Regions from separate parts of the Rattus norvegicus genome. Here region 1 is linked to region 2. The links are chromatin contacts, called in public Hi-C maps. All regions are on one chromosome and are shown on one strand. Each heading gives the region's core, a stretch centred on a gene start, on an enhancer-like site or on the middle of the called end of the contact. The rest is flanking DNA. Distances are from core to core; before and after follow the strand shown.

What was found. A called contact is a pair of places that touch in the nucleus more often than the background predicts.
Region 1: a contact with region 2 is called in a Hi-C map of the A7r5 cell line, with 3 times the contacts expected there. The contact joins two enhancer-like sites. A contact is called at or near these places in 2 of 12 Hi-C or Micro-C datasets (the A7r5 cell line and psoas muscle).

The regions. Positions count from the first base shown.
Region 1 is chr5:125,557,772-125,564,105 of GRCr8, reverse strand. No RefSeq gene overlaps it. Among named protein-coding and RNA genes, the nearest start is that of Rpl32l3, 310 kb to the left of the region's middle. Within about 2 kb of position 3,670, at least 9 of the 93 cell types and tissues checked have an H3K27ac peak or open chromatin away from gene starts, as enhancers often do.
Region 2 is chr5:125,440,142-125,445,645 of GRCr8, reverse strand. No RefSeq gene overlaps it. Among named protein-coding and RNA genes, the nearest start is that of Plpp3, 290 kb to the right of the region's middle. Within about 2 kb of position 2,110, at least 34 of the 93 cell types and tissues checked have an H3K27ac peak or open chromatin away from gene starts, as enhancers often do.

The DNA of each region.
Region 1 (6,334 bases), core at 2,421-4,920, 120 kb before region 2:
TGCTTCTTTCTTATTACAGTTTACTAATATGCCTTCAGTATCTAAATCCTGTCTGTTCCAAACTAACATCTGCAAAGTTACACCTTAAGGGTTTCAATCACCTACTGTGTAATAGGATGTTCTAGTACTTGACCACCTGAGAGAGCAGCAAACATTTGTGATCTCTCACAGTTCTAAGTATCATGATTCAAGGAGTCAGTTAGAAGTCCTTGTCTCAGAGTCTCTGGTGATGTTATACAAAATATCCAAAGTGTGGCCATCTGTAGATTTGAATGCTGCTGGAAGGTCTACATTCAAATTGATTTTATTATCTATGAGTATGGTCCAGAAGCTATGGTCCTCAATTCACACACCTCCCAGTAAAGCTGTGTGGTTTTTTCTTTGTACATGCTGAATTTCCTCAGAATAAGGACTATAACTAGCAAGGGAACATCTCAAGCATCTCTTTGTGACCTTAGTTCATACATACATAGTTATTTTGTAATATCCATGGATTACCCAGGCCAGATATATGGTTGGAAGGGGACTTTAATGGGTTTTGGGGAACCAGTTTGATTGCTGGTACCTCAGAAATGACAGTGCCAAACTCAAAAGTCTAGAATGTACAGGCTGTCTCAGGTCTCAATGGGTATGAAGTTCCTTAAGTAGGGTTTTCAGGAGAGAAACTCTTGACCAGCAACCTTTAATCTTCATTCAACATTTGGATAAAGAAAACTCATCTACAAAACATTATCCTACTCATAATGAAATAATAGGGAATGTGGGTCACAGATTGAGTAATGCTAAAATCCAAATGGTCACTCATCAGAATTCCAACCCTAAGGAAAATAAATATTCACTGACTGCAGGCCAACTCTTCCCTCGCCCAAGGCCTTCGTGTTTTCTCTCAGCTCTTTGCTCAGCCTTGACTCTAAGATCCTCGTCCGGCTTTCTAAAAGGCTCTTCGCTTTCCAAAGGAAATGGTTCCTGGGGTGTATGAGAAGATTTCTCCAAAATCAGCGCTTCCTCAGGAAATAATGCTGAGAACTGACAAGTGAGACTACGTGAGACTCAAAGGTCCCATTTGTCAGTTCTCAGCAAAGGAAACAATCAGCAGCCATCTGACAGAGTGGGAAAAAGGTCTTGGCCAACTACACACCAGACAGGATTATTAATATCTCGGTTACATAAAGAGCTGCATAAATTGAACTCCAAAAACCCAAACCATCTTATAACTAATGAACTAAATAGACAGTTCTCCAAAGAAGAAATGCAATAATAAATAAGTTCTTTAAAAAGTGTTCATCATCCTTGGACACCAAAGAAATTCAATTAAAAGTGCTTTGAGACTCCAGTTCTTCCTCTCAGAATGGCTATCACAAGAGGAAAAAAAATAGACAACAAACACTGGTCAGGATGTGGAGAAAGAAGAACTCATGCTCATCACACTTGGGGATAGAAAGCTGTGTGGTCACTGTAGAAATCAGAATGGTAATTCATTAAAAAACTAAAAGCAGAATTATCACGTGACCCAGCCACACGACTTTTGGGTATATACTTGAAGGACTTGACAGGTGCATACCACAAATGTACATGCACATCTGTGTTTGTTGTACTGTTCCTAGAGCCAACTGAAATATCAGTGAACAGAGTAATGGTAAAGAAAATGTGATATGTATATGCAGTGGAATTTTATGCAGCCAAAACGAAAACAGAAATCATGAGATTTGCAGGAAAATGACCAGAACTAGAAATTACAGTGTTAAATGAAATAAGCCAGGCTCAAAAAGACAAATGCTTCATCTCTTTTTCTGATTAGGTAGAGCCTAGACTTAAATATTTAATGCACACACACGTGTATCTTTACATTTATATAATTTATAGACATATGTATGTATGTATTTATGTGTATATATTTATAATGTGGGGTTTAGGTCATGGTCTCAGATAGGGGATCATGAGAGAGGAGGAGGAGCTCTTAAGAGAGGCAAGAAATAGGGTAATGGCATTGATACAATAAGAGGGAGGCATGGAAAAGTAACTGGAGAAGCAATGGATCCACCCGAAGTGGAAGAAGGAACATGGCAAGGACAGCAGGAAGGCAGAATGAATTTGAACACAGTGTAATTCTGCCAGGGAACTGACTGACTGCTGGTCTCAGATGGCCTCACTTACATATTTAGCATCTGGCACCAGCTGTCAGCCAAGAACAAGTTAATTTCTCTCAATGTGAGGAGACTGTGCCTCCCACAGATATGTGGAAAGTGCGTCGCTAGTTTTAGTTGTCACCGCTGTGTGGAAGAGGACAGAGATGCTGCTGAACATAACATCATCCACAAGTCAGCCTCCTGCAATAGGAAGGTACCTAGCCTAAAATCGTACATTTACATACAATATCTTCCTTGTGTTTATAATAACCATAGCAGATGGGTGGCACCCTCATTATCTATGAATGAGAGAGTACCACTCTGAGGAGGTAAATAGCCAGCAGGAGTTCATAGTAGCAAAGGGAAGAGCTGGGCCTAAATGTGCACATATGGTGACTCTTAAAGAATACAATGGAGCTGAACATCTCACTTAGAATGTTGACCTCCATAGAAGATCCAGTTTTCTAACCAGTAAGACACACCCAGGCAACAGTCCAAACTTCTCATCTTCTGTTTTCTTAGTCAAATCCCCTAGAAACAGAGTCCAAAGCAAGGACTCAAGGTTTGCGCTTTATGGAGAAGGCCCAGTCCTGGGATTGCAAAACTGAGAAGAAGAGAAAGTGAGGCAGAGAAGAGTGGGAAGCAGCTCAAGGTAGGTTGTTCTAGCGAGAATGCCTGCCCACATGGGGAGCTAAACAGTTGTGTGCTGTGGACAGTGCTCTCTGGTTTAGGCTGCTGGAAAGAGGACGGAAAAAAAACCACAGGTTGTGGTTTGTGCTGTACAGTGCTACCCTCTCTGATACTCACTTGCTCACACTCAAAAGTTACATCACCTATTTCCTGTAACGGAGACTTTGGGAGCCATGCCTTTCGTACAATTTGGTCTTCTGAGTCTAAGAGTGCTATGGCCTTGGGTCGAGGGTCAAGAAAGCACTAATCAGTGAGGTTCTCATCCTCTGCACCCACCCAAGTACAGGAACTCTGAACTCATTGGTTTGACATAGTTAACAGTTTTTCCCCAGATTAATTGTCCTTCACAGAAAGTATTTCTTGGATAAGCAGTAAATATTAAAAACCAAAGCCCCTTATTAAGAGAAGGATGAATATCACAGGAGAGACTGAAGCCAAGGAGGTATAGTGGCATACACCTAATATTCCAATGCTGAGAGGTTGAAGAATTGCAGTAGGAATCAGGCTACACAGTGAGCTCAAGGCAAGCCTGAGAATAGGTGGCAAGGCATGATACTTATCTGTTTTGCCTCAAGACAGTGCTGCCCATATTTGGGGGGAAACCCTTCCTTCCCCTCCTTACCTCCGAAGTCATCTGTTCTCCAGAGTCAATGGCTTCAGATTTGGAATATCACTGATTGGGAAGCTATCCCAAGTCATCTCACAAATCTATTGTCCAAATCCTCGTTAAAACAGCACATGAAATGTTGTTCTGGGAAATGAGCATGATGACTCAGATGTATGTGTACATCAATGAGAACAGGACTGGCCAGTGTCCCTCAGGTCACTGCATTCCTAATAAGCTAGCTGGGGACCACATTTGCTAGTTGGCAGACACAGAACATCATTGCCTCACACTGTCCACTAAATCTCTTCAGTTTGTTTCACAGGCAGCGAAAAGGCTTCTCTTTCTCTCTACTCTGACCTCCCCTTGATTGCTTGGACTCAGCTCACACACTTAACGTCATTGAATTTATTCTGAGATTGCACAACCCTAAGTGTTCAGGGTGTGCATTTCTGGGTAGTCCATGTGCTCACTGGTGATTGTAGAATATAAAATAGTAAATCTCACTAGAGGGCTCATTCAGCTAGGTGAAGCAAGCAAATGAAAAGTGGTCAGGTAAGATCCAAACCTGTGAGGCAAGAACTCTGTTGAGCTGGGAATTCATTCAGAAGACAGCTTTTCTTAGCTTGACCTAGCTGCTGCCATGCAAAATGAAGACCAGAGTTGATAGGTCTTCTGGCTTAAAAAAAAAAAAAAAAAAAAAAAAAAAAAAGCAAGTTGAAAGTCTGTATATTTGCTGGATATACTCCATTTTTTGTTGGCCCCCTAATTCACAAAATTTTAACATATAGTATTGGCCAAAAAAATAATAATAACAATAAATTAAAGAATCTGTAGACTGGGTTCAGCTCACGACAGGCTTCAAGTTTGCAAGCTTCCCCTGTGGGGATTGAGGACTTACTCAGTACTGGTTTTAATCAGACAAAAATGCAAAATGACTTACATTATCTCGGATTTAAGACCATGGCATTTATTTTCAATACTCCCTTGTTAATCACAGGCTCGATACTTTTAAAGCCAAAAGAATCCTTAGGGTTACACTGTTTAGTCTTTTTGTTTCACGGAGGAGGAACGTGTGATTCAGAAACAAGAAGTCACTTGAATTTTAGATAAATTTCTGAAAAACAATTGTAAAAGCTCAGATTCCTAGGAGTGGAATGATCCATTCTGGTCCACTGAGTCTGGGTTTCTCAATATGAGCACTAGTGCTGCTTTAGAACAGAATTGTTGACACGGGCGAGGCTGAGACTCAAGTCTCTTAATTCTTAGCACAATGTCCTCCTTCAAGCCTGAAGGTCTTTCTTATTATTATTATCTTAATTTATATTCATTATTACTGTGTGTGTGTGTGTGTGTGTGTGTGTGTGTGTATTCGAGTGTGCGTGTGTGGACTTGCCATGGTAAGCAAATGGAGGTCAGAGAATAAATCGTGGGAGTCAATTCTCAACTTCTCTCATGTGAATTCTAGAAATCAAACCCAGACATCAGGCTTTGTATAACAAATATCTACCCACTGTGTCATCTGCCCAGTCCTCAAGCCTGAAGATCTTAACCATGAGTCTTTAAATAAGGAAGTAGTCTGAAACTGCATGCTTTTGATGAAAAGACTAGGCCATTGCCCAGAGACCCAGGGCCTAACACTGGCAGATTAGGTCATCGATTCTAAGCTCGTGTATTTACTAGTTTGCACCACTGACCAAATGAACCTTCTACATCTTTGTTTATCACTTTACTTGAAAATTAGGTTGTAAAAAGGATATAGTGCTTACCACATAATAGTACATTGGCATTCTGTTACTATTAATCTTATTTATTAACTGGTCCTGGAATCAGTACACTGTATCTCACCGATTCCCCTGGCCTGCTTGTTTTTCAAAGCCTGTAAGCAGAGAACAATTTTTATAATTATAATTGTTAAAAGTAACTTCTGTTTGTGACACATGAAAAATTGTGTACAATTCTTATTAGTGTCTATAAATAAAGTTTTATTAAAACAAGATCATGTCAGTGTATAGAATGTATAGCTGTTTCCTGCTGTAATAGAAATACATGGTTTGCAACAGATGTTAGACAGTGTGTGGATGTTGATACACTATCACATCCTTGTGGGAGAAGACCACTAATCCCATGACCTTTAGTCCCTATGAAGAAGAAATAATTACAATTTTCACAGTGCCCTCTGGTGTGAGGGAGGTAATATAGCAAGTGAACCCTTCACCTGTTTCTGATGCCACTTGAAGTACCTGTAACCGTTGTATTTAAGATATTTCCCAGGGTCTGTGTTTACCAAGGCTTTTCAAAAGAACATAGGCTCCTGTGTCATCCAAGGGACATTAAAAACATTTACTTTTTATAGACATCCTTTCTTAAATAAATCTCATTGTAAAATAGGTTCTTAGAGGTGTTCTTTCAAAATCTGGAATATTTATCAAAAAGAAAGGAAGCGGCCTGCTCGGTGTTGAGCCAACTGCATATTTTAAGAGTTCCCTGATTTGGAAAGGACAATAAAGAGGGATATCCTGGATAGGGGAAGACAGATATGAACTAGCTGCCAAGATTAAAATTTAAGGGATGTGTCTGGCATGCTTTTTAATACCTTGGGCATCTTGATTATGGTTTAATCTTACTGTAGGCTGAAAGTTTAGTTGTCCTGATACCTGTTTAGAACCTTAACTCTGCCAATAGCTCAACAGAATTGATTTTCAATTCAGTGCAATGCATACACTGACTGTCTAACACATGCCAGGTACTGCTCTGGGCATCAAGAAAGACAAGGAGAAACATTAGTCCTGCTATCACATATGTCTGAGCAGCTCTGGTTCATCAGTGAAGTTATTGAGTAAACTTCCTTAAGTACAGAAGTCAGGCATTAGATTAAACATCCTATCCAACTGAAGAAAGTTTTACTGAGGAC
Region 2 (5,504 bases), core at 861-3,360:
CTGTATCAATAAGACTCTGGCAGAGTCTCTCAGGAGACATCCATATCAGGCTCCTGTCAGCAAGCACTCTTGGCATCAGTAATAGTGACCTGGGTTTGGACGGATCCCCAGGTGGGGCAGTCTCTGGGTGGCCTTTCCTTCAGTCTCTGCTCCATACTTTGTCTCTGTATTTCCTTCTATGAATATTTTGTTCCTCCTTCTAAGAAGGACTGAAGCATCTGCACTTTGGTCTTTCTTCTTCTTGAGCTTCATCTGGTCTGTGAATTGTATCTTGGGTATTCCAAGCTTTTGGGCTAATATCCACTTATCAGTGAGTGCATACCATGTGCGTTGTTCTGTGATTGAGTTACCTCACTCAGGATAATATATTTCTAGTTCCATCCATTTGCCTAAGAATTTCATGAAGTCATTGTTTTTAATAGCTGAGTAGTACTCCATTGTGTAAATGTACCACATTTTCTGTATCCATTCCAGAAGGACATCTGGGTTCTATCCAGCTTCTGGCTATTATAAATAAGGCTGCTATGAACATAGTGGAGCATGTGTCCTTTTTATGTGTTGGAACATCTTTTGGGTATATGCCCAGGGGTGGTATAGCTCAGTCCGCAGGTAGTACCATATCCAATTTTCTGAGGAACCACCAGTCTGCTTTCCACAGTAGTTGTACCAGCTTGCAATCCTTATGAATATCAATGCAAAAATACTCAATAAAATGCTCGCAAACCAAATCCAAGAACACATCAAAATGGACCATCCATCATGATCAAGTAAGCCTCATCCCATGAATGCAGAGATGGTTCAATATACAAAAATCCATCAATGTAATCCACTATATAAACAAACTCAAAGAAAAAAAACACATGATCATCTCATTAGATGCTGAGAAAGCATTTGACAAAATTCAACACCCCTTCATTATAAAAGTCTTGGAAAGATCAGGAATTCAAGGCCCATACCTAAACATAGTAAAAGCAATATATAGCAAACCAATATCAAACTAAATGGAGAGAACATTAGCGCCTACTTTCTTGAGTCAGGAGATTCATCAGGACATAGAAACGAACACAGTAAGGGCCTATATAGTCCATTGTCAAATGGTATAAAACCCTTACTGAATGCTACCAAGCCAGGAAGTATGAGAAGTTCTTAGGGGATAGCACAAGAGCTGAGGTGGGAAACTGTTGTGGACATATGTAAGGATACTTCACTGAGGACATGCATGAGAGGCCCAAGGTCACAACAGCCCAAGAGAATAGTCTAATTGGATCCATACCCTGCATGTTGGCTGGGTGAGTGGGATTCTGAGAAAATTCCTAATAAAGGTTACATTTATGCAGTCTCAAGTAGGAAGAATAGGCTTGGCCACATAGGGTGTGGGATGAAAGTATCTTTCTAAGGTAAATTGCCTATGGAATTGCCTGTCAACATCCTTGTGCCTGATTCAGAGAATCACTAGGACCCCAGAAAGTCATCACTGGAGCTGGTCACCAATACTGTCCTCTCAAGGACCGCCCTACATCTCCAAAGTTAAATAAGACCCTGAGCAATGAGAAGTGACTGCTGCCATTCTTGCAAGGGAGAATTTCAAAACCAGTGCCCACCTTCTGTGACCAGACACACTACAAACAAGTGCTGTCCTGTGGAGATCAAAGGCAAGCATACGTCTAATTTTCTAGTAGGCATATTAAAATAAAAGGCAAGTGGATGGGGCAAATTGATATTTATTACTGCATATAAAACATATTGGCATGGTATATTTATAATATCTCAGTATGTCATCAATAGGAATTAATGAGATGTTTTTGAAATTGTCCTTTTGATTAGCTCTATGCTGTGCTCCAAGAGTGTATTTTATGCTCATAGATACAGCTTGGGACAGAGCCACTTTAACTTTTCAGTGGCCACATGTGGCTGCAGTTACTAAGCTGAACAGCACAAATGAAGTGGCAGAAGTCCCAGAGCTTTTGGCTTGTGAGTGACAGAGACTCCAGCCAACACAGGGAACATACAGCAAAGCAAGATGCAAAAGCCGAGCTGCCTTCACCCCACCCCCACCCCACTCCCTGCAAGCCACTATGCTTCTGTGTTTGTTATTGCTGCCTGGCTCTCTTAAGCTATACAGACTTGTAGAATAGAAAGCAAACCAAACGCCAGCCGGCCTGCAAAGCAAAGCAGGAGCAATAATGAGAGCCTTTTATGAGATACTCAGGCACTGGATCTCATCCCGGAGGAATGTTAATGGGTTTTATGCCATGGTCAGGTTTAAGAGCGCACACTGGAGGCAAGGGAAATAAGGGAGCTGGTACAATGGCAGGGCAGCGAGGCTCACTACAGGAACAGAAGGGAAGAAAACCTCATATAAAGTTGTATACGTGCTTCCACATCAACCTGCATCAGAAGCAGCCTGTTTGTGGTCCAGCTAGTAAGGTTAACGCTCATGCAGTCTCCTTCGGTTTTCTGTGGCATCATTTTCACTATCCCCACTGACTGCAATGAATCCTGACAACAGGTTTCGACTTCAAAAAGGTATGCTGGTTCTACCTCAAGGTCACTTCCCCAATTTACAGCCATTTTTCAATTCTTTTACTCTTATTCCAGGATGTACTTCAAGCTTTGTGGCTCTTCAAAGCTCCTCAGCTGGGAGGGAGATTTTGTTTTGTTTTGTTTTCCTGCATTTCTCCCCACAAATGATGTATCATAAAGAAAAGATGTAAAGGAGAAGCCAATGATTTCTACAATTTCTTTTCCTTTTCCTTCTTTCCTTCTTTCTTTCCTTCCTTCTTTCTTTCTTTTCTTCTCTTTTCTTTCTTTCCTTCCTTCCTTCTCCTCCTCCTCCTCTTCTTCCTCTCTCTCTCTCTCTCTCTCTCTCTCTCTCTCTCTCTCTCTCTCTCTCTCTCTTTCACTCTCCTATAATCCCGTAGCTTATCCCACAGAGAAGTTAACAGTGACTGGGATGAGCAGAGTATTCCACTCCACTTGTAATGACAACATCCTACTCAGCATGTTCTATGGAACTGATTGGTTATACTTTAAAAATGCCACTTGCTTATCCTTTTAGCATCTGGGGATGAAAGTGAGGTTAATTTGAGCCTGTTTCAAGCTTTCTCATGAAGAATTTCATAAGAAGCTTTTCAGCAAATGGAGAGGATATCAGTGAGAAGCTAGTTTAATATCTGCTTTGAAACGTTTGTCCAGAGTACTCTCAGCTTCTGGGGCTCTCAGATTATGTAGTCAACCATGGCCTAGAGCAAGTTTCCCTAATAGAGAGTCCGTCCTTGCACAGAAATTAGGCATTCCAGTGGGTTGTTAACTTTCATGCAATGATGCAGAACACAGACCAGTCCAAGTCTACCATCTACTTGATGGATGATCTTATGAAAAGTCAGCAGGTTTCTGAGCCTTGGCTTTGCATCTCAAACTAAAGGGTGATAATCCCAGTGTCTCTAGGGGAGTTGAGAGGATTGACTAGGGAAGCCAGCATCTTAGCCAATGGTCCATAAACCTCAGTTGACTATTGAGTAATGAACTGCATGGATTTGAAGTCAATATACTTAGGATCACGATTCAGCTCCTGCATTTGCTAATTGCACGGTCATGGACAACGCTCACATGTCATTAGTCTAGAGTCTATAAAGTAGGATGATGCCACTTACCCAAATTACACTCAGTGGCGTATTTGACAGTTGGTTTAGAATTCATATTCTGGACAGCAGTCTGAGTCAAGGATGAAAGTGCTTGTAGTTTGTTTTGGAAGTGACTGTGTGTGAGGTCATTGTGAGGAAGAAGAGAAGCCCATGGTCTCGTTGTGGTTAAGTGTATGTTGTGGTGATACTCTTCATGAAGGCCTACAAAGAGCACCCGTCTTCATCATTTCCAGCCCTTCAGAGGGTCTGACTTCTGGGAAGTTTCCAGTCAGATATTATACCTCAGGGTACACCACAGAAGAGGGAAAAGAGACGTGGAGCTGCCATGCTCATCCTGATCTACTTTTACTCTCTGACTAATGCGTGCCTAGTGGAAGCTAATTCTCCTTAGACCCATACACCTCAGATTTTAAAGTGCTCCCCAATATTACCAGATGATCTTGCTAACGAGGAGACATTGTTACCATTTCCTCAAGGCCCAACAGTTTCTTAACAACACTCAGGTAGGCAGGAGCCTGGCCTACTGTAAAAGGACTGTTTGTTCTCTCTCTCTCTCTCTCTCTCTCTCTCTCTCTCTCTCTCTCTCTCTCTCTCTCTCTTCTCACATGTCCCTGACTGGCATCTTCCCCTCTGTTTCAATCCTTCTCTGTCCCCATCCTTCTCTACCTCTACTCCCTTCTCCAGGTCCAAAATAAACTTCCTTTTGCATTAGGCCTGTAGCATAGCGTGATTGGTCAGGTCCCCTTCACACTGCTATTTTACAAAGCACAACAGACCCTGCTCCAGTAGATCTGAGATGAGACAGAAGGGGAGTGAATAGTCATCTTGGTGCAGGCTGGCTTTCAACAACTACAACCCTTTTGGGAATCCACCTGAGTGTCACAAAAAACATGACTTTGATTTCTATTTCCCTCGCATGCATCAGCTTCCTGCAGCATTGTCTGCCTTGTCCCACGCTCACACCTGATGGACTTTTTCCTTCATCTACTTCCCCTAATCAGAATAACTCAGGTCCTCCCTCTTATTTATCTACTGTCTGGCTACACTGCACAGTCTCATTACCATTTACCCCATACTACCTTGACTTGATTTGAATAAATATTCTCCCTCTATACTTTGGAGCAAGAATCCTGCAGGCCCAGAGAAGGTCTGTGTTCAATGTCTCAAACAGATTTTTTCCCTAACTTCCTGTATGTGAAACTTAGAGCAGAAGTAGCCCAAATCATCCATGCACTCGACACTAAGTCACCAGCCCTAGTTCATTCACTGAAGCCAAAGAAGATTGGTAATCCAAAGGTTCACGTTAGAATGTATTCTGAGTCTCAAAAACACGAAGCATACATTCAGACGGGAATGCCCCAGTTTCCTCACTAGACCTTCCTCCTGTTTAACATCCATTTAAATACAGTGGGCCTCCAAGTTTATCAGATGAATACGGCAAGTCTGAAAACACCATTTAAGAGTTTCTCTTCAACAGTGAAACACAGGTCGAAACAGAGTTGAGGAAATCAGCGCTGAAGGAAAAAAGGCCGAGAGCTTAGATTGGAAACATCCGATGTTCCTGATTTCTTTTGCTGCTACAATTTGGAGCTGGTGGGTTTCATTTCAAAAGCACCGCTTCCTAATTATGAGTAGGTCCTGGGCCTAACCCATGGTTAGCATCCAGCTTCATCATTTGCTGTCGATGCGGTCTTGAGAGAGAAAGTTGTTAAACTTAGTAGTTGAGCAGCTTTCCCAACAGTGTCACGAGAATAATAAAAGTACTCATCGCATGGCTTTGGAGCGAAGATTAAATAAGTCAAACACTTAGGCATAAGCCATTTACATTTTAATTGTTTAATAAGTACCTGACTAGCGTTA